4 separate regions of the Mus musculus genome follow, and regions 1, 2 and 3 are each linked to region 4. A link is a contact called in public promoter capture Hi-C data. All regions are on one chromosome and are shown on one strand. The core of a region is the stretch at or near the end of the contact, and the rest is flanking DNA. Distances in the headings are between cores, read along the strand shown.

Region 1 (5,696 bases), core at 2,021-4,520, 2.3 Mb after region 4:
ATGACCCTTTGGTCTGCCTCTCATCCTGCCTCTCCTTTCTTTATGCTCCTGAGAGGAAGCAAAAACAGTGACAAGGCTCCCTGCCGTCTCTTCCCTCAGCTCCCCCACTCCAATCATCGCCTTCTGTTTCTCCCAAAGCCCTCTGTCTCTCTTCCTTTCCCCAGTTTTGGGCTTTCCCCTCCTCCCTTCTGTGTCTCTCCCACTCCCTCTGAATCACACCACACAGATTCAGAAGCTGAGATATCACACAGGGACCTCAGCAAGTGGCGTGGGGGTGGGGGGAACTACTGTGTGGCACCCTGGTCCTACCAATTACATTCTCTATATCTTCAATTGTGATATGGTCACACAAGAGCTTGTGTGTGCGCGTGTACACACACACACACACACACACACAGATACATACACTTAGGGTCATTCTCCACCCATATTGGAAGCTCCAGGCTGAGTTGGACAAGTTCCAGTCCAGAAAACATTCCAGCTCCTGCTCAGAGGCCCAGGGTACTTTCTTCAGTGCTGTTGTGGCACTGAAGAGGTACGTGTCCCTCCCTGGGCCTCATATTGGTTATCTAGATCTTGGTTGTGACCAATGGTCTTTATCTGTGACCATCCAAGTCACAGGCTGCTTTCCCCCTCTTTTTGTCCTTTTTCTCATCCCTTAGAACTCATCTGGTTTCTTTCATTCCTTTCCCTGCACGCACACACACAGGAAGGGAGTCTGACAAAATCCCTTGTTCTGGTCTCCCAAACCTGGTCCACCCTAATCTCTGGTTATCACACTGCAGATTCCTGTCAGCTCAGCCCATCCAATCCCCAGAGTGTCGGGGCAAACATCCTGTAATTTGAGTGTCATTTCTTACCCCTGAAGCTAAGGTTTGAGATTTAATCTAAGTTAAAGTAGAGTAAGTGCATCACTGCCAATTAGTGATGTCTGCTATGGCCAGAATTACACATACCTGCCATTCCTGACTTAACCTAGTCACACACACACACACACACACACACACACACACACACACACACAATCACAGCAGCGGGTGGGATGGTTCACAAAGCCACTACAGCCTAGAGGAAGTGTCACAGTCAAGGTTATTCAGAAAATAGGTCAAGGAGATGTTTCTCAGAGCCTTGGGTTCTTCATTGTCCTGTGGGGTTAGGAAGGAAGCCACACAAGGACTTGACAAAGAACAGAGAATCATCTGGCAGTGGGAACAAGATGATTAGAGGCTGTCATACTGGTCAGGCAGGGGACACTGGTCCTCTCCGGGCCATAGGGTCAGAGGGAGTAGGATTCAGGAGGCCTTTCTTGGACAACTGCCAGCATTTCCTACTGCTGAAACAGGCACCTCTGCTCAGAGCACTGGGCACAAGGCAGGCTTCCTCCTTACATTCCGCCATGTCCCCGTCCCAGATTGTCCTAGTGAGGGTTTCTGTTGCTGTGACGACAACACCATGACCAAAAAGCAAGTGTGGGAGGAAAGGGTTTATTTGGCTTCCAGATCACAGACCATCATTGGAGGAAGTCAGGACAGGAACTCGAGCAGGGCTGGAACCCGGAGGCAGGAGCTGGTGCAGAGGCCATGGACCTTGCTGCTTACTGGCTGGCTTCCCCTGGTTTGCTCAGCCTGCTTTCTTATAGAACCCAGGACCACCATGAACTGGGCCCTCCCCGACTGATCACTAATTGGGGAAATGCCTTATAGCTGGATCTCATGGAGGCATTTCCTCACCTGAGGCTCCTTCCTCTCTGATGACTCTAGCTTGTGTCAAGTTGACACACAAAAGCAGGAATGCACAGCTTTTCACTGTTCAAATTTTCTTTTCTTTCTTTCCTTCTTTCTTTCTTTCTTTTTTTTTTTTTTTTTTTGGTTTTTCGAGACAGGGTTTCTCTGTATAGTCCTGGCTGTCCTGGCACTCACTCTGTAGACCAGGCTGGCCTCGAACTCAGAAATCCGCCTACCTCTGCCTCCCAAGTGCTGGGATTAAAGGCGTGCACCACCACGCCCGGCTTCAAGTTTTCAAGGGATTTACCAAAATGGTGACCCAAAGGGGAAACCAGCTGCCAGTCTATCTGGAAAGGACCCTTTACCCTCTCCTAGAAGCCCAGGCTCATGCAGGAGGGTCTGAGGCCTATGTGCCAGTGTTACACCTCAGGCCTGGGTCAGCCAACTGCTCCTCTATGCTAGCCTGACTTGGGCAAGGACTCAGTCAGTCACAAAATCGTCCCCATACACACCTTACAGGACCTGAGGCGGGGGGCTGGGAGGGGGGTGACCAACAGAGAAGGGTGCTGACATTCCTCTAGGACCAAGGTCTCAGACTTGGTGAAGTCCAAATTGAAGCTGCCAGTGAGTTAGTTCTTCTGTTCAAGAGAGTGAGCTGGATCAAAGGGTCAAAGACTTGCTGGTGAAAATTCTGTCTCTGCCTGGTTTCTCTCCAGGGGATACTCAGCACTGGGGAATCCCAAAGAGAAAGGGGGACTTGCCCAAGGTTATGCAAGAAGTGTTACTGAATCGAAAGGACACAGCAACACATGAGGTGTCATAGCCATTCAAGAATTTACTTTGTATTTTCACCTAAAGCAAATGAAACTGAATAGCATGGTGTAGCCAACTCCTGCTTTTAGAGTGCTTAGCACAGTGCTGGCATCAAGTAAGTTTGTTGCTTTTGCCATTATTGTGTCTTAATGCAAAAGGTAGACTGGAAACAGTGTTACCTTCTTCATTTCCCACAGTCCTCTGTCAGATCCCAGTACAGAAAGCAGGCAACCAGCGGGCTTGCCAGGCAGCAAAGATCTGTGCTTGGCAGAACCTTCTGTAAATGGACTGTCAGTCTGTGGGCGGGGAGGGGGCTCACTCGGTTGTCACATTTTACAGAGGCACAGAAAGGTTAAGCATCTAACCTAAGGTCACACAAGTGGGATACTGAACCCGTCCTTAGGACCCTTGGGAGCACAGCAAGGGATGAGGCAAAGAGGCAACTAGAAACTGCGCGGCTGAGTAGCTAGGACCCGCGTGCGGGACAGAAAGCCCACGGTGGGCTCTCTCCTCAGCCTCAGTTTCCCTACCTACAGCGAGGCGTCGCCACCAGGGTGAGCCCGCAGGGACGGACGGCCACTCCAACTCCCGTACAGACCACGCATTGCGTTCCAGCTGGAACCGGTTTGGCGGGGCGGTTCGAGAGGGCGGAGCCCCTCACTCGGGCATGCGCGAGTTGGCGCGGGCGCGCACTCCCTTTCAAGACCGGCCGGCCAGGGCGTGGGCCGCGCGGTACGCGTGCGCGCTTGCGCTGTGTCCCGCTTGCGCGCGCCCCCTGGCGGCCCCGGAATCCCGGGCGACGCGCGCGCGGCTGACGCGAGGGGCGGGGCCGGCGCGGGGCTTTAACCCGGAGGCCCCGCCTCTCGGGCGTACAAAACCGGAGCCTCGGGCCGGGCCGCGTGAGGGAGGAGGGTGAGTGCCCGCCGCTGGCCGCAGCTGCCGCCAGTCCATCCGTCACTCCGTCCGTCTGTCCGACCCACGTCGTCGCCGCCGCCGCCGCCGCCTCCTCAGCCCGGACGCCCGGGGCCCGCCCAGCGCCACCCGGAGCAGCCGCGGCCCCGCGAGGAGACGGGCGCCGCCTCCGCCCGGCCCTGCCCTGCCCCGTCTTCCCGTCTGTCCGTCTGTCCGTCCGCCCGCTCGCCCGCGCTTCCGTCCTTCTGTCGGGCCACTGGCCCTCGGGCCCGTGTCTCCGCTGAGCCCGCTTTGTCTCTCCCTAGCTCGCTGTCTCTTTGTCTCTGCTCTCGCGCTCTCGGCCCCTCCCTCGCTCCAGGATCTCGGGTCCCCTCTCCCAGCGCTCCTCTCCTCTCTTACAGCCACGGGTTCTGGCACCCCCATTCTTCTGGACTCCCTAGATCTTTTGGGGCCTCTCCTTCAGAACACACTCCACTCCCCCAGGCCTTTCCTGAGCTTACCACACATCTTGAGGGTCCTTCTTGATGCATGTGCCCCTGATTTCCTGGGGGTTATCTCCACCTAGTCCGCATTTCCCGGAGGGTTTCCCACTTCTCCGGAGCCTCCCATAGCTATCAGAACCTTTTACATCCCTTAGTGGTCTCCTTGAACCCCCAGTGTCTCCCCAGCTCCCTAACTTAAGAACCTCTGCCTTTCCTGGATTTGTCCGCTGTCGCTGTCACTGTCTCTCCTTGTTCTCCGAGCGTCCCACTTCTCTGGACCCGGTCCCCCCCACCCCCCTTGCTCTCCCTGCTTCTTTCACGCGTCTGTGTCGGTGGTCTCATTGCTGTCTCTAACGCCTGCCTCAGCCTTCTCTGCCCGGGGCTCTTGCTCCTTTGCTTCTCTGCCCGATCCCCTGTCGCCCCTTTTCTCTGCTCCTTGTCACTCCCTCTCCCTTTTCTGTCTCTGCCGGGTCTCTGGGTCTCTGACCCCCATCCGGCCCTCATGGCTTTGTGTCTGGAGCTCTTGAAGCAATGTGAGTGGTGGGGTGTCCGGGTCGGGCCGGGCGGAGTCATCCCGCAGGCTGGCCGCGGCAGAGGCTCCATGGGGTTGGCGCTGGGGCAGGGGCTGGCGCTGGGGTAATGAGGCTGTGGGGCCTCTGGACCAGGGGAACAAGGATGGTGGGGCCAGGCTGTCTGGCGAGGGGGTTGGGGGGAAAGGGCCTTCCTGCCCTGAGGCTTCTGCTTGAGTTGCTTAAGTGTGTGGAGTGCGCCCTGGGCTGGGTATCCCTGCTGGTTTGGCCCTGCATGGCCTGGCACTTTGTGATCGCTTGTGGGCAGGCCTGGGCTATTTTGGAGCCGACAGCAGGATGTGATATCACTTGGGCGTTTATTTAGACCCAGCTGGGGGTGGGGGCTGCGTTCTTGCCAACTTGAGTAATGAAATTTTGCAGGGGGTGTGGCTTCTTAGACAGCTGGGCTATATGGTTGTGGTCAGAACTTTTCAAGCTACCCTGAGTGGGCAGGTGAACAGAGGTCTGTAAAACTTGGTCTTACTGAGACCAGGATGAATCGGAGAGGAATCGCCCTTACAATGATACTCTTGATTATTGTATCTGGCTGTCTTAGACTCTGAAATCTTGATTAGACCAGCTCTAAAAAGTTTGACTTTGCCTGTGACCCTTGCACTTAAGTCTCAGGTGTTCCATCTGTAAAAGGGATGGTGAATGGGGGTAGTGGTACCAAGGGGTGTCATGAAGATCAAGTGAGGCATATGCTTTGTAAACTGTCAACCTGCCTTTTGAGAGTCCCAGAGAGAAAGCTTCCCTGAGAGGGTACAGAGCAGGTGCCCAGGACTCGTCCACTCCCATCTGGTTAAGAAGTGTGCCCACCTCTCCAGAATCCCCAGTGCCATCTTGCTTCTCCTCGGTGTGTGAAAATAAGTTGGTATGCCCAGAGAGGTGCTTGTGCTGGGGAACGTTTGAATTTTCTGTGTGCCATTTATTATTTAAGGTTGGACCCTGCTAGTGGTGCCTGAAAACAAAGTCAGCCAGCATGTGGTGAGCCACGGCTGCTTTTCTCTGCGTGGAGCACAAAGGTCCTAGTTGAAAGGTTCTGCTGAGAGCTGGGGTCTGCTATCAAGGGCTCTAGGATGTTCTAGAACTTTGGAACAGGGAGTGAGACTAGATATCATAGTCCCTGCATCTTACAGTTAAGGTGAAAGTCAAGAAAAGCCAGGAGGGGGCTGGAGAAATGGCTCAGCCGTTAA
Region 2 (5,513 bases), core at 217-2,716, 3.0 Mb after region 4:
ATAATGTTTTGTCTGCATGTATGTATTTGTATCACATGTGTGCTTGGTACACAGAGACCAGAAGAAAGCTTCTGGTTTCCTGACATTGGTGTTATAAAGGATTTTGTGCCATTATGTGGGTGCTAGGAACCAAGCCCAGGTTCTTTTGGAAGAGCAGCAGACACACTTAACCACTGAGCCTCTCTCCAGTCCCTAGTTACTCGTTTGTTGCTGTTAGGCTCCGATAGAAGAAACTTTGCAAGTTTGTTTTGGCTTGGGTTGTCGATGACCGTCTATGTCTACCATTGGGAGGACCTCACAGCAGCAGGAGTTTGGAGCAGCACGCTTGAGGATTCTGCCTCAGAAGTAGAAAAGAAAAAGGAAAAAACAAAAACAAAAAACCAAACAACCCAAAATCCATCTACACAATTGATTTTGAGGCTGGGCATGGCTCAGTGAGTGAGAGTGCTTATTGACTAAACATGAAGGTCTCAAAGACCCAAAGTAAAAAGCCAGGCATGGTCACTCATACATCTTTAACGCCAGTCCAAGGCAGAGGAGAGGAGAGGATGGATACGGGATCCCTGCGGCTTTCCCTATCTCAAGGGAATAAGGTGGACTATAATAGAGCAAGACACGTGATATACTCTGGCCTCAGCAGCCATAGGTACATGCATGTGAGTGCATATGCCACACCCGTACCCACACCAATACCCACCCGTGGCACACATAATTAAAGGATTTAGGGGTCAGGGCCACATCAGCTGACCTAGAGATAGTTTATCTGGCTGCCAAGCTGAGTTCGTTGGCTGGAGGCTTGATAACTGCCCACGTGAATCTCACTCTGCGGGACTTCCCAGGAATGATCAAGAGCGAGGAAAGAGGAAGTCACAATGTTTTTCTGTCTTAATCTCGGAACTCAAGCTCAGTATTTCCCCAAAATTCTATGGGTCACATTGGTCAGCGTGGGAGACTGTGAAGGCTTGACTATCAGGCACCAATCACATCACTGCCCATTAAACTCCATTCCTAACTGGTCTGCCGCACTTATTTCAATGCTGATTTTTGCCTTCCAAACATTTATCGCATTAAGGATTCCCTATCTATTATGTGACTTACTGACTATAAACTCCATGGAAGCAGAGATGTTCACTGGTCTCTTTTTAATTTATTATGGTGATTTGTTTTTGTCTGAATTATAGCATGGTAATGTTTGTCCTACCCCTTATATTGTAGATTTCTGGCTCAGACTTAGAACTGAGTTCTAAACTGGGGGGAGACCGGCTGTAATCAGGAGAATTGCCCCCAGTTCGAGGCCAGTCAGAGCTACACTGTTGAGACCCTGTCTCAAATCAAATAAAAAATTCATTAAAGCTTCAACCTTCGGTGTCTAATTAGGGGAGAGCAGGAGGAAGACGGCGAGGAAGCGGTGGACCTGGTAAAACCCGCTGAGCGGAATCTGCTGCTGCTCCCAGCACATCGCTTCCGGGTCACGAGGGATCACTTCCGGTGCGGCGGCGCGGCGTTCCGGGAGGTAAGTATTGAGGCTCGGATAACCCGGCCGAGGCTTCCCGGCGGGCGGGATCGGGGCGGCGTTGCGGGTTACAGCGGCTTCCGGGGTTGCGGAGGGCAGTTATCTGTAAAGGCAGTCTGCGTTCCGAGGAGACTGGGGCCCTCGCGAGGGTTGTGCAGGGCCAGGGCCCAGCCTGCCCTGCGCCGGGACCAGCCGGGGCTTGGCTTGTCGGGTGTGCCCTGGATGGCTGTGTTACCTCGGGCATCTCGATCTTCCTCTCCCGGTCACTTTCCTTCCCCGCAGAAGGCTCCCTTGGGCCTGTGCGGAGGATGCGAAGGCCGGGAGCGTATCAGTGCTTAGTTGCAGTGTGTGCTTGAGAGAAAACTGCCAGAGAAAGGGATGGGGAATGCGATAGCCTCCCCGGTGTCTGCGGTTCCAGTGACCTGACACCTGGAAATAGAAAGTGGAAGACTCCAGAAACAAACCGCGCATGGCTTTGAATTTGTGTGTTTTGAGTAGCTCAGTAGTGGAGACTCACCCAGCGTGCTTGAGTCCCATGTTCAGACCCCAGAACTGTTCTTCCCGGCCCTAAGATAGTAGCACGATGAAGTTTTACCTCTTCCTGCTTTACACGTAGGTCATCGTCTTGCTTGGCGTATCCCTCTGTATACGCTACCCCCTCATTAGTCACGTAGGACAGCTGCCTGTGTAACCCTCATATCAGCACAAGAGTAGTAATGATAGCCTTTGGGGTTTGCTGAAAAAGGTGCTATTTTAAACAGCCTTTTTTTTTTTTTTAAAGGAAGATTCTTAGGCTAAAGTTGCTAAGCTATTTGGTGAGAACAAAATTTTTGTTGTTTTTCCAAGACAGGGTTTCTCTGTGCAGCCCTGGCCATCCTGGAGGAGCTCTGTGGGTTGGAGGCTAGCCTGGTCTACAGAATAAGTTCCAAGTCAACCAAAGCTACACAGAGAAACCCTGTCTCGAAAAAAAAAAAATCAAAATTAAAAATCAGAGCTGGTGATATGGCTGAGTTGGAAGAGGGCTTACCCAGCGTGTAAAAGCCTTGGTTTTTATCCCTTGCATCCTAAGTCTGGGGGTGGGGCAGAGCATGCCTATACTGTTCTGGGCTGCATAGCAAATTTGAGGGCTCCATGGGAACTTTGCTGAAACATCAATAAGTGGTAGTTTTGTTTTTGAACCTCACATTGCCAAGGTTACAGCCATAGTGTGTAGTAAATGTTTACTTAGTTAGGATAGAGATGGCATCGAATTTGTGAGTAGAAACGGACAAAGACTGCCTTACGCTATGTGAAGGCTTCAGCCAGGCCTCCCCTGAAACAAGAGCACAAAGCCACTTCCTGGGAATAAGGGATGGTCACACAGGTTAGGGATGGATTCGTTCTGAAACCAAAATCTCCATAGCGGACGTCACTGCCAGTGTGGAGGTCTCTGCTATAGTCCCAGCAGAAGAACACATGAAGGCAGTTTTGAAGTGCCAGCAAGTGGGGAATTGGAAGGCATGTGATGATGCAGCGCCAGCAGTGTGGACGTCATCAAATGTTGCCAGTGTGTTTCAAATTCTATGTGCCCCAAAGGACACCATTATTAACTATGATACTGGGATGGAACAGAGCATTAAAGCCACCCATGTGATCCCTTAAGGACCATATTCCCTGCAATCATTATTGATAGAATTAATAACTTCAGATTAATATGCCATTAAAATATTTCTTTATTTTTAGACAGGGTTTCAGTTTTGGCTGGCCTGGAATTCAGCATACAGACCAGACTGGTTTAGAACTCAAAGAGATCTGTCTGTCTCCCTAGTGTTGGGATAGAAACTGTATTCTGTCCCAAGCAACTGCAGCGTCTTCTTGAAAGGTTTTATTAACTGAAGTTTTTAGGGTAAAAGACTTGGCTCTGACAGTGCCAACGAGCTAGATTTGGCTACTGATTGCTAATATTTTAGTTAATGAGATAACTAGCAGTGAAGATCAGAAAAGAGATGTATTCGGTGTGCCCGCATTGGAAAAAGGAACAAATAATAGGATCCTCTGGCTTCCAAGTCCCTCCCCAAGATTCTGTCATGGAGTTTAGGCTTGAATAGAGGTGGAGGTATGCATAGCTAAGCAGGTCTGGCAGGATGAGGTCCTGCCTGTCATTGATCCACACTGGTCCTCCTTCCAGTCTGCCCAGCAAGGTGGTCTGATACTTTGTAAAAACTGTATGAAATCTTTCTACACTTGCATAGAAAGTGACTTGCATAAGGGCTTCATCCTTTCTCTTTCCCCAGGAGTCTTTGATTCTAGCACTAGGGAAGCAGAGGCAGAGGGAACTCTGGGAGTCCAAGGCCTTAGAGGTCTACATGTCTTGTTTCATAGTGAGACTCTGTCACAAACAAACAGAATATCTCCTTTTCTAGTGTTGGTGGGTGGGTACAGGAACTTTTTTTTGTTTTTTTGTTTGTTTGTTTGTTTGTTTTGTTTTTTTGGTTTTTCGAGACAGGGTTTCTCTGTGTAGCCCTGGCTGTCCTGGGACTCACTCTGTAGACCAGGCTGGGCTCAAACTCAGAAATTTTCCTGCCTCTGCCTCCCAAGTGCTGGGATTAAAGGCGTGCACTACCACGTCCGGCTCAGGAACTTTTTTTTTTAAGTCCTTAGCTGTTACAGATTCCCCAAACCACTATTCCCCTCTGCCCCTGACACCCAGCCGCCCCCAACATAACTGTGGCTTGAATGCCCCTCACACACACCCCTGTCATGTATTGTCAGAAGGTCCAAGGCAGCCTATTGATGCATCACAAATTCCACACGTCAGTTCATCAGGCAGGCACTATGGCTTCCACTCAGCACAACCGGATGAGTTTGATTCCAGGGACCTAGACTGTATCCTTTATCACAGGTATGTGTGGAGAGAGGAAATCGATATATTAGGGTTCAGTACTGGGCATAGCATCTGGCATCCACTGGGTAAGGCAGAACAACTCTGTGGCATCTCATAGGGTTTTTTGGTTTGTTTTGTTTTAATATTTATGTATGTGAGTACACTGTAGCTGTCTTCAGACACACCTGAAGAGGGCATTGGATCATGGTACAGATGATTGTGAGCCACCATGTGGGTACTGGGAATGAGCTCAGGACCTCTAATAGAGCAGTCCGTGCTCTTAACTGCTAAGCTATCTTGCCAGCCCCTGCATCTCACACTTTAAGTGACAGTAAATGGACCAGTAGTCATATTTTGCAAGATGTCTGCACAGCAATTTCAGTCCACCAACTACCAACTCTATGTGTGTGTATAATTTATTTTAATTTTATTTTCACTGGTGTCTTGCCTATATGGCTGTCTGTGTGAGGGCGTCAGAAGCCTGGGAACTGGAGTTACAGACAGGTTGAGCTGCCATGTGGTTGCTGGGACTTGAACCAGGTCCTTTGGAAGAGCTGTCTTAACCACCGAGCTATCCATCTCTCCAGCACTCTGCCTCTTTTTTGTTGTTGTTGTTTTTGTTTTTTTGTTTTTTTGAGACAGGGTTTCTCTGTGCAGTCCTGGCTGTCCTGGAACTCACTTTGTAGACCAGGCTGGCCTCGAACTCAGAAATCCACCTGCCTCTGTCTCCCAAGTGCTAGGATTACAGGCGTGCGCCACCACCACCCGGCTCTGCCTCTTTTTAGTTGAGGTCTCAGAACAGCTTTGAAACTCTCATCAGGAGGCAGGGATCCCAGTCCAGAGTCTGTACAGCACTGGGGAGCAATTGGGAGATCCCAAAACATCTGCCAATTTGATGTCTACGTTTTTAGAATTAGTACTTGATAAGTCTTGCAATCTCTAAATACACCTATAGTTACTTATTTTGAAATGTTGGTGGTTTAACATTTTAGGCCTGGGAATGAGTGCAGATGAAAGGGCTTGCCTAGCATGTGTGATGGTTTATCTGGGTTCAGTCCTCAGCACTTCGTGAATTGTGATTGACAGTTCACATGGTGACCCCAGCGCTGAGGAAGTAGAGTGGGTGGTTCAGGATCA
Region 3 (6,086 bases), core at 1,405-3,904, 2.2 Mb after region 4:
AGGCAATTGCTGCAGGGAGCTTTGAGAATGGTTTCCAGAATTTTCCTCCTAAGTTCCATTTAATGATCAGTTGCTTTTAGGCTCCTGGACTAGCACTTGGTTTACAGACATTGGCACTGCACCTCCTGGACCTGGAGAATAACCGGGGTAGTTCATCCGACTCAATGCTTCCTCAGCTCAAGTTGGAAAGGGTATAAGGTAGCAGTTTCTAGAAAGACTTTGCATTATGGTTGACCAGTGTTCTAGAGATTGGATCCTATGTTTGCAGCTAGACTTCTTCCAATCCACAGAACAGCTGTCTGCCATCAAGAATTACCTACCTCACATACCATGGGTACCAAAGTTGAGAAATGGTGCTTTGGATGAGTGTAGCTCACAAAGCTGGGTGTTCCAGGCCAGCATCTTTCTATCCTGCAACTTCCATGTCCAGTGTTAAATGCCCTGGGACTCTAAAAATATGGAGAAGCCATATGAAACCACCTGGAAGCTCGGAGCCCACACCACAGAGTTCAGCACCTAAGAAGGGAGTAGAGAGGGGAGGGGGAAGGAGTTGAGCCAGTTCCCAAGGGAAATGGAACTGATAGGGAAGGTTGAGATTGACTGCCTGACTCACCTCTGGCTAACCTGTGGCAGCCCACTGTGATTAACTATGATTGCCCTGTCTAGCCTAGTCTGCAGCCCCCTAAAACATGAATTGTGAAGTTGTGAGTGGGGCAGATTGATGTGGTCAGCTGTCGCTGGGGAACAATGACACACAAGAAGCAGCAGCACAGGGGCTAGAACTCCAGCTGCTTTTAGATCACATGGTTTGTTTGTTTGTTTGTTTGTTTGTTTGTTTGTTTGTTTGTACTCTTGGGGTTTGTGGTGCCTCTGTGAAGCTCAGTTTCCTCTTTTGTAAATTGAGAATCCTAATTGCCAAGTCTTTATCCCTATACTTGGTCATTCTTCTCCCAGAATTGTAGCACCAGTAAAAAGATGGAGGACATATCTATCAGCAAGGGATAGGAACAGAGATGGGAGATTAAACTCAGATCAAGCCCTTTACCAACCCGGGCTTATAGATATGCAGGTATGATGCAATCAATCAATAGCCAGTAAAGGGGGCAGAGGGACTCCCGTCCTTTCTGGGAATAGCAAGGCTTTTCCAGGAATTTGGGCATGCTTTTATGGTTTCTCTCCATTGACAACCATCAGTGCTGTAGGAAGGCCACTTAAGAGGCAGGTGGGCAATAGTGAAGTTGGAGGTTATTTGTCTTCTGCTCTGTCAGCCATTGTAGCTACAGCCAGTCTTGGTAAAGTCACCCGAAGAAGAGACTGAAGGCCTTTGAGAATCCTGCCTTTATAGATAAACAAGCTTACAATCAGGTCGGGAAAGTTGGCAGTACAAGATTAGAGGAGGGTCACATCTTGGCTATGGTTAGTGAGGAGATTAGAAGTAGTATCTATGTATCTCCCAGTAGCTCTGGCTCATGGTGGAGTTCTGATGTACAGAACCACTGAGCACAAGGTTAGTGTACTGGCTCTTCCTGGTTGTCAACTTGACTATATCCGGAATGAACTACAATCCAGAATTGGTAGGCTCACAGTGACCCTAATCTGGAGGCTGGGAGATGCAAGTGTCTGACCTGGATAATGGCATGGAAATCTTGAGGCATAGTGGTTATGAATCCGAGAAGATTAAGACAGGGGAGATCTCTGAGTTTAAAGTCATGTGGGACAAAGCAAGTTCCAGATCCAGGTGTGATGGCACACACCTTTAATCTGGGCACACACTTTCTGCTGGAGACCTACATAAGGACATTGGAAGAAGGAAGATTCTCTCTCTCTCTTGTTCACCTGCTTGCCTTGTGGGACTGAGCAACTGCTAGATCCTTGGATTTCCATTCACAGCTGCTGCTCACCATTGTTGGAGAGCTGGACTACAGACTGTAAGTCATCAACAAATTCCCTTACTATATAGAGACTACCCATAAGTTTTGTGACTCTAGAGAACCCTGACTAATACAGCAAGGCCTATGGATAGTCATTTACTATACACATCATTTGATTTGTTATTAAATACACAGTACATTTATGAGGGCTATGTGCTAGGTTCTAAGGAAATAGAGAAGAAAAAGACAGTCAGGTTTCCTCACTCAGTGCACATTTATAGCTTGACTGCTGTATTCTGTAAGGCCTGGAAAACACTGGGTGGTCATTTCCAGAGGAACTGCTGTGTTTGCGTTTGAAGGGACTGGTTCTCCCTTCAGGCAACAGCCTTGGTTCTGAAACTAGGGATGAATGTGTCTGGAAGCCGGGACTTGGAGATAATAGGGAACTTTTGACATGGTGACCGGCATAGGAAATGTGGCTAAAGAGGACCAACCATGACTGAGCCAGTCTGTGGCTACTGTGTGCCAACACCTGAACCATGCTTTGGCCAGCCCGTGTCTGCTTGAGACCAAAAGGACTGTGGATGGTGAGTATGTTTCTGGACGGGGATATAAAGTGGATAGTTTAATTAAAGTCGTTATTTATAATTCGGGAAGTAAAACGAAACAGTAAGAAGAAAATGAAGTGCTTATCGTGAGGAACCTGGAAGCACGGGCCATTTCTTCTGAGACTCGGGGCTCCGCCGGACTACTTTTTCCGTAGCACCTATCCGGCACCAAAGCAGCCGAACTTCCGTCCCGTTTCCGCGGAACCGGAGCTTGAGGTGCTACGGTGAGTGTCGGCCCTCGGTGCGCCTTTCGGCCTCCGGTTTCCTTGTGTGTGGTCGGGCCACCTCGCTTCTTGTCTCAGAATCGCGCTGGCGGAGTCTGGCTTTGTGAGCTGGTGTCTGAGGAGGCCTTTCTTCCTGAGAACCCGTCCCTGAGGACACCGTGGTCAGGGTCTCTGGGGCTCCCGAAGGAACTTCCCCCCACACCCCTTTAACTGTAACCAGAGAACGAGACTCACTCGAGCTGGATCTGCGTGGCTTCCGGTAAGTCACCTACCCGGCTTCCTGGCTTTATTTAAAGTGCATATTATCGTAAGTTAAAAAAAAAAAATTAAGCTTCGTGTGTATGCTAGGCATCAGGGACTCGAGTCTTGTGGGCATGACAGTCTTCAACCAAGTACACAAAGTTACACACCTGTCCCTGGAACTGAACGGCAACAGGGTAGCCAGAGTGTCATCACCAACATTTGACTTAGTCCCGGGTCGAGGAGGCTTTACTAAGATTAAAAAAAGAAAAATAATTGTGTGACCAAGTGCTATGGGTAGAGTTTTCTCTGGTGTGAGGGTAAGAAAGAAGCCAGTGTGGTTAGAACAATCCTTCGGATTGGGGTGGTATTAAATTAGCTGAAGAGTTGCCCAGGGAAATTCATGCAGCGTTTTCGGGCCATTCCCTAAAGCCAGATAGAGAACGCATTGAGGACCAAGTACTCTCCACTCTTGGAAGGCGGTGAATACGCTGAGGAGTTGTCTCTGTATTGCAGGCTTGTGAAGAGTATTCGTTTGTGTTTCAGACTTTTTTTTTTTTTTACTGTGAACTACAGTCACAAGACTTTTATGCTGTGATCACATGTATATACAAGCACATGTCTTCTTGGAACCATTCCTATCCTTGTTACTTGTGGCATTCCAATAGCTTAAAAGTTCTCTTCTTGGTGCTGGAGAGATGACTTGGTGGTTAAGAGACTTGTCTGCTCTTCCAGGGGACCTGGACTCAGTTCCTAAGGGCGCCATGGTGCTAAACCCACCTCTAACTCCAGTGTCAGGGAATTCAGCATCCTCTTCTGGCTTCTGTGTAACTTTTCTCATTATTTCAGATAGCTTTCTGTCTAAAAATGATTTCCTTCCTTCTTTCTTTCTTTCTTTCTTTCGTTTTGTTTTGTTTTGTTTTTTCGAGACAGGGTTTCCCTGTGTAGCCCTGACTGTCCTGGAACTCACTTTGTAGACCAGGCTGGGCCTCGAACTCAGAAATCCTCCTGCCTCTGCCTCCCAAGTGCTGGGATTAAAGGCGTGCGCCACCACCGCCCGGCTAAAAATGATTTCTTAACTCAAGATACATCTTGCAGTTTGAAAAAGAGTGCTAATTTAGAGTCTTTTCTCCTGTTTTTTTAGGTAAAGACAATGAAGTGTGCTCCTAATATTTTTTTGTAAAAGGATTTTTTGTTTGTTTTAAATAAAAGAGTAAACATCAAGCAGCACTCGATTTTTCTGCTTGTGTATTTTGAGGCCACTTCTGTGTAAAATACAAATATCTGGTTTTCAGTAGTCTTATTCTGTGGATATTTCTTTTGGGGCCCAGTAAAGATCCTGGGTAGTGCCTGTAATCTGAGTGTTTTGTCAGTAGGATGAGTAAGTGACTTAGTACTCAGTTCAGTAAAAGTTGAAGTACTTGATTGGCTTGCATTGATTGGTTCTTGCTGAAAACATTCTTACAGATACTGCAGAGACGACAGTGTCTGCTACACAGTTGTTTTTAGCATCGAGTGCATGTGAGTGCATGATGGGGTGGTGGGTCATATGCTGGGGCAAACATGTGAAGGTTAGACAGCTTTGTGTGCTCTCTTTTCTCCTTCCACCCTTGAGTGGGCTCTGGCCATCGAAGTGAGGTTGTCAGGCTTACAAGGCAGGTGCCTCTACTCACTGAGCATTTGCCAGCACCCTCAACCCCTTTGCTTTTAATCAAAGTGTCTTTATAGGGAATTTAAATGTGGATAAGATAAAGAATCCAAGCCTCTCCTCAAGCACTCACTGTAGACCTGCCATGTCAGTCTCTGGCGGGATTGTGACTCTGGGGAAGTTGTTTGATCCCTGGACTTTCAGTGCTTTTGTTTTGTGATTGTTTGCTTGTTTTTAAGACAGTGTCTTGTGTATGTGTCCCAGGCTGGCCTCCGGTTCACTGTGTACTGAGAATGACTTTAGTGTCTGATCCTGTGCCTCTGTCTTTGTCTATCACAGAATTTTTTTTGTAATCGTTTTTGTGGTTCCAAGGATCCTTTGTGTATAATGGACAAGCACTGCACCTGATGAACCGCGTTCTCACCAGCCGCTTGGTTTCATTGTTGATTTCTGAGAAGACCGTCTCTAGCAATCAAGGGTGATTTTGAACTCCAGATCAAGGGTTGGGAATACAGGCATGTAGCACTGCACCCTGGCAAGTTGTTTTAAACTAAGAGCCCAGCCCTTTGCTTTCCCTCATTTCCAACTAGGCTTTTGATGAGTGAAAGAAGGGAGTTTGAAAAACTCTCCTTCGCTCCTCAGACTTTTTGTTAATTTTAGATGCTCATGGAAAATTAGGTAGCCAGTTTGATTTGGTCATCTTATGGTACTCTCCAGTAGCAGGTTTTAGGTAGAATTGTAGCTTAAGGCGACTTTTGCATTCTTCTAATTTAAAATGAGCCATTTGAGCCGTTTCTACCTTCCACTGCTGTTGAAAGAGGGACATCTGATGGGCAGTGGACACAAGCCTGCAGTACCAGCAGGCAGGTTTTATTTTGGTACTGTGTGACCACCTGTCTTTAAGTGGTGCCCCTGGAGTGGTGGAATGAAGACTCTTGATCCTTAAATCAAAACCCCCAAATCTCTTTGATTCTGATTTTCCTCATCTGTTAGACAGATGCAGGGTTGCCATGGAGATTAAAGGGAGTTAATTTCTGTCAGGATCTAATTCAATATTTGACATAGAGAATGTGCAAGAAATAAAGTATTCTTTTCCCATATTCTGATCAACTGTTTCTGTCTCTCTTTCTCTGTAGGAGACAGAAAAGAGCCCTGCTTTTGGTTACCCTCCACTGGCTTCATGTCTTCCATGCAGATGGATCCAGAGTTAGCCAAGCAGCTCTTCTTTGAAGGAGCCACGGTGGTCATTCTGAACATGCCCAAGGGGACAGAGTTTGGCATTGACTACAACTCTTGGGAGGTGGGGCCCAAGTTCCGGGGTGTGAAGATGATTCCCCCTGGCATCCACTTCCTGTACTACAGCTCTGTGGACAAGGCCAATCCCAGGGAGGTGGGCCCTCGCATGGGCTTCTTCCTCAGCCTGAAGCAGCGGGGGCTGACAGTCCTGCGCTGGAATGCAGTCCAGGAAGAAGTAGACCTGTCTCCAGCTCCAGAG
Region 4 (6,038 bases), core at 371-2,870:
CTGGGCTGGCCTGGAACTCAACTTCCTACGTAGTCCAGGCTGGGCAGATTGTGAGGTTATGTGAGGTTAGGTTTGTTTGTTTGTTTGTTTGTTTTTTGAGATCTTCCTATGAAGTCCATACTGACCTCCAACTTTTCTCATTCCTCTCACCTCAGTCTTCCAAATGCCAGAATCACAACCCAGTTCCAAGGTACTGTTTTGTTTTGTTTTGTTTTGTTTTGTTTTGTTTTGACAGGGTTTCTCTGTATAGCTCTGACTGTCCTAGAACTTGCACTGTAGACCAGGCTGGCCTGAAACTCAGAGATCAGCCTGTCTCTGCCTCCTGAGTGCTGAGATTTAAGGTGTGCACCACCACCTCCCTTAAGGTACGTTTTATGATAGTTTACCTTAATCTAAACATGGTAAACCTATATTCCCAGTAACCTGGGAGGCTAAGGCAGGAAGATCATTTGAGCCCAGGACTGCCTGGACAACAGTGAGGGCTCTTAAAATATATTATATCTCTAATTTACAGGTGAAAATAAATAAAGGCGGCTCAGTGACATGGCTTAGTGGATGAAGGCACCTGCCACCAAGCCTGACTCCCTGAAAGCCACACAGTAGAAAGAATTCTTTTCCATAGATTCTTCTATCTCTACACATACACTATGTATGGCACATTCATGTGCATGAGCACAGGAACAAAAACCAAATAAATAAAATGTAATTAAAAAAAAAAACACCAACCTACTCTCTTGTCGGAGAGGAGACTTTTGGTTTGAGTTTTAATTTTTTTCACATTTTTATTTTTATGCATATTATGGTATGTGAACCATCTTAACAGCCCAGGTGTGAGCTTTCAAATCATCTACTTCTGCCCTTTAATTGTTGTGTGACCACGTTTTTACAAGTCAAATTTCCACCTCTGGACTACAAATGTCATATCCATTTTGGAAAAAAAAAAAAAAAAAGTACAATAGGACCTTACCCCTTGCCAGATGTTATAAGAATTACACATTAAAAACTTAGATTGGGGGAGGGGGGGACTTAGAGCAGTGGCTCAGTGGTTAAGAGCACTGACTGCTTTTCCAGAGCCTGAGTTCAATTCCCAGCAACCAAGTGGTGGCTCACAATCATTCACTAGCAGCCCACACTTCATTTCAAAGCATGGACCTTGGCCGGGTTCTGGGCGCGTCTTCATGTATGAGTGTTGGGGTGGGGAACGGTCCTTTCTGACGAACCTGGTGGAAGGATCAAAAGCTTCAAGTTTTTGCACAGCACAGCGCGGAACCACCTACCACATCCAAGCGTGTGAGTGCTAGGCGTGGCGGCGGCAACTGCGTGAGCCCCGTAGCCCCTCTCCGAGGTCTATCAGACCCCATCTCTGCTTCACAGGGCAAATACTAGGGCTTAGAAGGACGCTGTGACTTGGCCAAGAGCCGGCAGCGGGGCTGAGCTACACTCGCAGCGGTCCTACTCAAGGCCTAACACTGCCCAGTGATACCTTCTCCTAGCGCTTCTGGCTTTTCCTGGACGGTGCGAGCCCGCCCTGCGCCACCGCGGGTCACCCGCAGGACACTAAACTCAATCTCAAGCCTCTCACCTCCCACAACTGCAAGGTCCGCGTCCGAAACCGGAAACTGTCGATCTGCGTGGGTTCCCTTCTCAGGAGTCCTCCGCTGCGCGCCTAGGCGTGCAACTTCTGTTCCGCCGTGACTTTCGCCCGCGGTGTTCTAATGGTAGTGTTTCCTGCCGGCTTCGAGTCCCAGGACCCTGGCTTTGAAAAATAAAGCCGTGAGACCTACTACTTCTTTAAATGCTAATACCGCCCCCCACCCCCACCCCACCCCACCCCAAAAAAAAAAGTTAAGTAAAGCTTAAAACCAGGTAGGCGGGCTGGAGAGATGGTTCAGCGGTTAAGAGCACTGAGTGCTCTTCCAGAGGTCTGGAGTTCAATTCCCAGCAACCACATGGTGGCTCACAACCATCTGTAAAGGGATCCGATGGATGCCCTCTTCTGGTGTGTCTGAAGACCGCGACACTGTACTATTATGCATAATAAATCTTTTTTAATTAGAAAAACAAACAAACAAACAAACAGGTGGGCAGTCTCAGAGTCTGTATCTGCCCTTGCCCCAAGAGAGTAAGGGATTCTTAGGGGTGTTCTGCCCCCTGGAAAATAGGAGCTCTGACTTCTCCTCAAGCCTGTCACCCGTTAGCTCCCTCCTGCCATATGTACTTTCCTTCCCTCTCCTCACCAGACCCTTTAAGAAAAGGGCCACCATGGGGCTGGTGAGATGGCTCAGCATGTAGGACACTTGCTGTTTGACGACCTGGGGTCTAATCCCCAGAACCCACAAGGTGAAGGGAGAACTGGCTCCCACAAGCCCTCTGAACTTCACAGATAGGCCATGGGACATGCAACATCTCTCTCTCTCTCTCTCTCTCTCTCTCTCTCTCTCTCACACACACACACACACACACACACACAGACGTCTCAGGACGCTGTAGCACACTTCGGTGTTCTCAGGAGGCAAAGGCAGGCTAATTCGAAGCCAGAAAGAGCTACATAGTAAAATTTCGTAGATGATGGATAGACAGACAGACAGGCAGACAGACAGATGGAATAGAATAAATGTAAAAAAAAATAGAAAAGAGGCTAACCAGTGGTTTCTGTGGCTAGCTCTGAACGGCCTCGTCTTTCCTGGATCTCCCAGATGGCCCTGAACAGCCTAATTGTTCCTCACTACCTCCTTACCCTACTCCTGTCACATTCCTGCCCTGGCCCTCTCAGCCATTCTCCCTTCCCTGTTGACTCTAGCCAAAATACCTCTTCTCCCCCAGACCGAACCCATAGTCCCTACACTCAAGAAAATGCTGAGAACAGGATTCAGCCAGATCGGAGCCCTGGGGTCAGAACCACCCTATGTAGCATAAGTGTTTTTTCCAAGCTTCACCATAAATATTAGTTTTAAAGTGTGAGACATTTAAGTGTAAAACATTTGGTTGAAGCACAAACTGCAGGTGGACAGTTCAAAAATCTACAAGCATAGAATGAGTAGCAAAGAGGCGCCCCCTCCTGGCCTCTTCCTGTCATGACTCTCATCAAGAGACTGGGTTTGGAGGGAAGGAGTGGGGGGCATTCCCAGCCTTCCTCTTTGCCAATGGGCTTTTGTCGTTTTGTTTTGTTTGTTTTGTTTTGTTTTGTTTTGTTTTGTTTTGTTTTCATTTATGTGTTTATGTATCTGGGCAAGAAGCCGGAAGTACTTCTGTTTGGAAAGCCAGAAGCTAGAGTTGGCTCAGTCTGTAGGACACTTCCAAATGAAGCTAGAGTTACAGGCAGTTGTGAACCACCTGATGTGGGCCCAGAATCAAACTCTAGTACAATCCTCCAAAAACTTCTCAGCTATCTCTCCAGCCCTCCAACAGTTTCTGTAATATGTTACCTCTGCATTCTCTGGGTAAGACATTTTGGACCTCATTCTCCTGTTTCAAAGACAGTCTCAATGCGCGTGTCCCCTCAATACCATAACCTTCAAGAAAGTGGACATAGGAGGTAGGGTCTTCACAAAGTGACTAGGTCATAAAGGTAGAACCTCATGGTTACCTTATTTAAAAGAGCCCAAGCTGGGCACAGTGGCACATACCTTTAATCCCAGCACTCCGGAGGCAGAAGTTGTGGCTCTCTATAAGTTCGAGGCCAGCCTAGTCTACAGAAAACGTTTCAGAACAGCAAGAGAGAGAAAGAGAAAGAAAACCCTATCTTGAAAAAAAAAAGATTTTTAAAAGACTAACTCATTTTACAAATTTAAGGGTGAGTATACAAAAGTAGTCATGTGCAAAGGCTCACGCAGCAAGCAGTCCTTGGGATCCAGCCACAGTTCACGCTGATCCCAAAGCCCTATTCTTAGCACTGACTAACTCAACCTCAGACTGGCTGGGTTCCCTCTGGGGCTGTGCTGGCTGACAGTTGAATAACCATAGCCAAGTAGTGACTGCTGACTCCAGTCTCCTTGCCTGTAGGGTGGCAACTGTGTGGTGAATACATTGCAATGTGGGGAAGACATGGATAAGGAGTGGGGCCAAAGGATCTGGGGCTGTGGCAGTAGTCCACTGTGGGTTCCCGGGCTAGTGTGGGATTAAGGACTGATGAAGGTTAGAAAAAGAAACAAACTCCTCTGACTCCAGAAGTTTGGGGATCCCATGTTCTGCTCGCTTTAAGACCTGAATGTTCTACCTGCCATGATCATCTTTCATCTAATTCTGCTAGTTGGTGAAAGTTGCCATCGTGAGCACTCATTCCCCCTCCACCCCACTGTGACTGTGTGTTCTCTTCACCGCTGTCAGGCAGATGACCTGAATGGCCCATGTGATTGACTGTTCTTTGCATTCCACAGACCTACCCACAGGGCAAGCACACCCTAAGAAGCCCAACCAACAGCCCAGAACAAAAGTGCCCTGCCCAGCCCAGTAGTAGAACTGTCAATGCACAGTCCAGGCTCATGAAAGGAAATGTCTGCTGTTGCAGGCATAGAGACTGGACTGGGTTTGTCCAGGGTAGGGGTCACTGGTGTCACAGGAATCGCAGGAGAAGCTGACTGAAGCATGCCCCTTTCCACTGCATCCACTCCAGTGTCTCCTCCTGACAGAAATGAAACCACGTAAGGGAGCCTGGTCCCACTGTCCCCTCTGCTAACTCCCTGTGTCTGACCAATTGGAATCACACTTTTGATTGCAGGGGATTTTGATGAATTTCTTCCTGCTGAGGATAAAGACCTCTCAACGTTGCTCTCTGCCACATCACTGGGGACTACAACAGATGTATCCTAGATGCTTCTGGGTGAGCAATTGGTTGGTGGATGTATAGGTGAGATGGATGGGTAAGGAAGACTGGAAAATCTCTACTTAACCACATCTCCCCATTTCCTAGTGCCTAATTTCTAACCAAACTAATTAAGTAACTTCATGGGACAGTTTCCTCATTGACTGGAATTTCATAAGAGACCTCAGACAGGAAACAATCCAACTCAGCCAGTCTCAAATTTCTGACCCACAGAATGGAAGACAGGATGATCTGCTAGATTGTAGGGTCACTTATCACAGAGCACAGATAAAGCCAGTACTCACTTGAAGACCCAGTTCTCCAGGAAAGGGGTCTCACACCTTGTTCTGGTTCCTCTGGGACTACAGAGCCACCTCAGAGTCCCAGTGTAAAGACACAAACCACAGACATGATGCCAGGCTGCCATTGTGCTCACAGGCTGTTTATTATTCAAGATGAAGGAGGGGAGAGAGGACGAGGAGAAAACCCAGATGCCCCACGGGGCTCAAGGGGAAGTGAACAGAAAGGCTCCTCTTCTTCCTCTTGCCACTGACCCAGAAGACTCCAGCTGCAGAGATCTCAGGGTGGCTTAGAGGCCTCCAGGAGGCCTGGCAGCTCTGCTGTTGGCTGGGGACGGGATCCACACAGGGTCAGGTCCCAGGCTCGGAATGGCTTCTGTGTACACAAAATATCTCTCTTAGAAAGGCACTGGTGGAGGTGAGCAGTAGGAAGGCTGCCCAACACAAGCCAGACTCGCTGTCCCAGGTCTGAGTTCTGCTTCCTCAGGCTGGTCTCTGAGGCCCTAGTTCCCCTCCTCTCCCTTCCCTCAGCCCCCAGACGAGCAGGCAGTCAGCAGAAGGACAGGTCAGGCCACAAGATGAACGATCCTCTTCAGGGCTGGTGCATCTGACAGCTTCTAGGCCAAGAGCCCCAAGCGGGTGACCTTGGCGGACAGGAAAGAGTGGATGATAAAGACCATCGTTTTGGGACACGAGTGCAGGTCCAGCTGCTGCAGAGTGGACAGAGAGAAGGGTCAGGAATTCTGTCCAGACTGGCCTCCAGAAGAGCATCCCCACCCCCAGGATGCAGAGGCGGTCCTCCACTTACGATCTCTCCTTCAGCACCCCCAAAGTCCAGGAAAAGGAGACTCGTGCCATCATCTGATGACATCTGAAGTTTCTCGAAGGGCTGTCGGAGCAGCATGGCTCGGGCTGCTCCAGGCTCAGCTGCCCACAGG

Evidence for each region. Promoter capture Hi-C pulls out the DNA fragments that hold promoters and counts their contacts.
Region 1: a contact with region 4 is called in a promoter capture Hi-C map of liver, with 4 times the contacts expected there. The contact joins the promoter of 4930405A21Rik here to the promoter of Cdk5rap1 in region 4. A contact is called at or near these places in 2 of 39 promoter capture datasets (liver and pre-B cells) and 1 of 9 other capture datasets (liver).
Region 2: a contact with region 4 is called in a promoter capture Hi-C map of pre-B cells, with 5 times the contacts expected there. The contact joins the promoter of Manbal here to the promoter of Cdk5rap1 in region 4. A contact is called at or near these places in 2 of 39 promoter capture datasets (erythroid cells and pre-B cells).
Region 3: a promoter capture Hi-C map of pre-B cells shows a contact between it and region 4, with 3 times the contacts expected there. The contact joins the promoter of Aar2 here to the promoter of Cdk5rap1 in region 4. A contact is called at or near these places in 2 of 39 promoter capture datasets (the C10 cell line and pre-B cells) and 1 of 9 other capture datasets (liver).

The regions. Positions count from the first base shown.
Region 1 is chr2:156,717,639-156,723,334 of GRCm38.p6, forward strand. 4930405A21Rik (RIKEN cDNA 4930405A21 gene) reads right to left here and starts at 3,271. Exons shown (of 4, transcript NR_040505.1): 1 at 3,068-3,271. The region is part of intron 7 of Dlgap4 (DLG associated protein 4); the gene reads left to right.
Region 2 is chr2:157,366,128-157,371,640 of GRCm38.p6, forward strand. It overlaps Manbal (mannosidase, beta A, lysosomal-like), which reads left to right and starts at 1,467. Exons shown (of 3, transcript NM_026968.3): 1 at 1,467-1,513.
Region 3 is chr2:156,544,922-156,551,007 of GRCm38.p6, forward strand. Aar2 (AAR2 splicing factor homolog) reads left to right here and starts at 2,655. Exons shown (of 4, transcript NM_026661.4): 1 at 2,655-2,962; 2 at 5,728-6,086. The coding sequence starts at 5,772.
Region 4 is chr2:154,371,099-154,377,136 of GRCm38.p6, forward strand. Cdk5rap1 (CDK5 regulatory subunit associated protein 1) reads right to left here and starts at 1,621. Exons shown (of 14, transcript NM_025876.2): 1 at 1,583-1,621. Snta1 (syntrophin, acidic 1) reads right to left here. Exons shown (of 8, transcript NM_009228.2): 7 at 5,909-6,038; 8 at 5,216-5,810. The coding sequence ends at 5,718.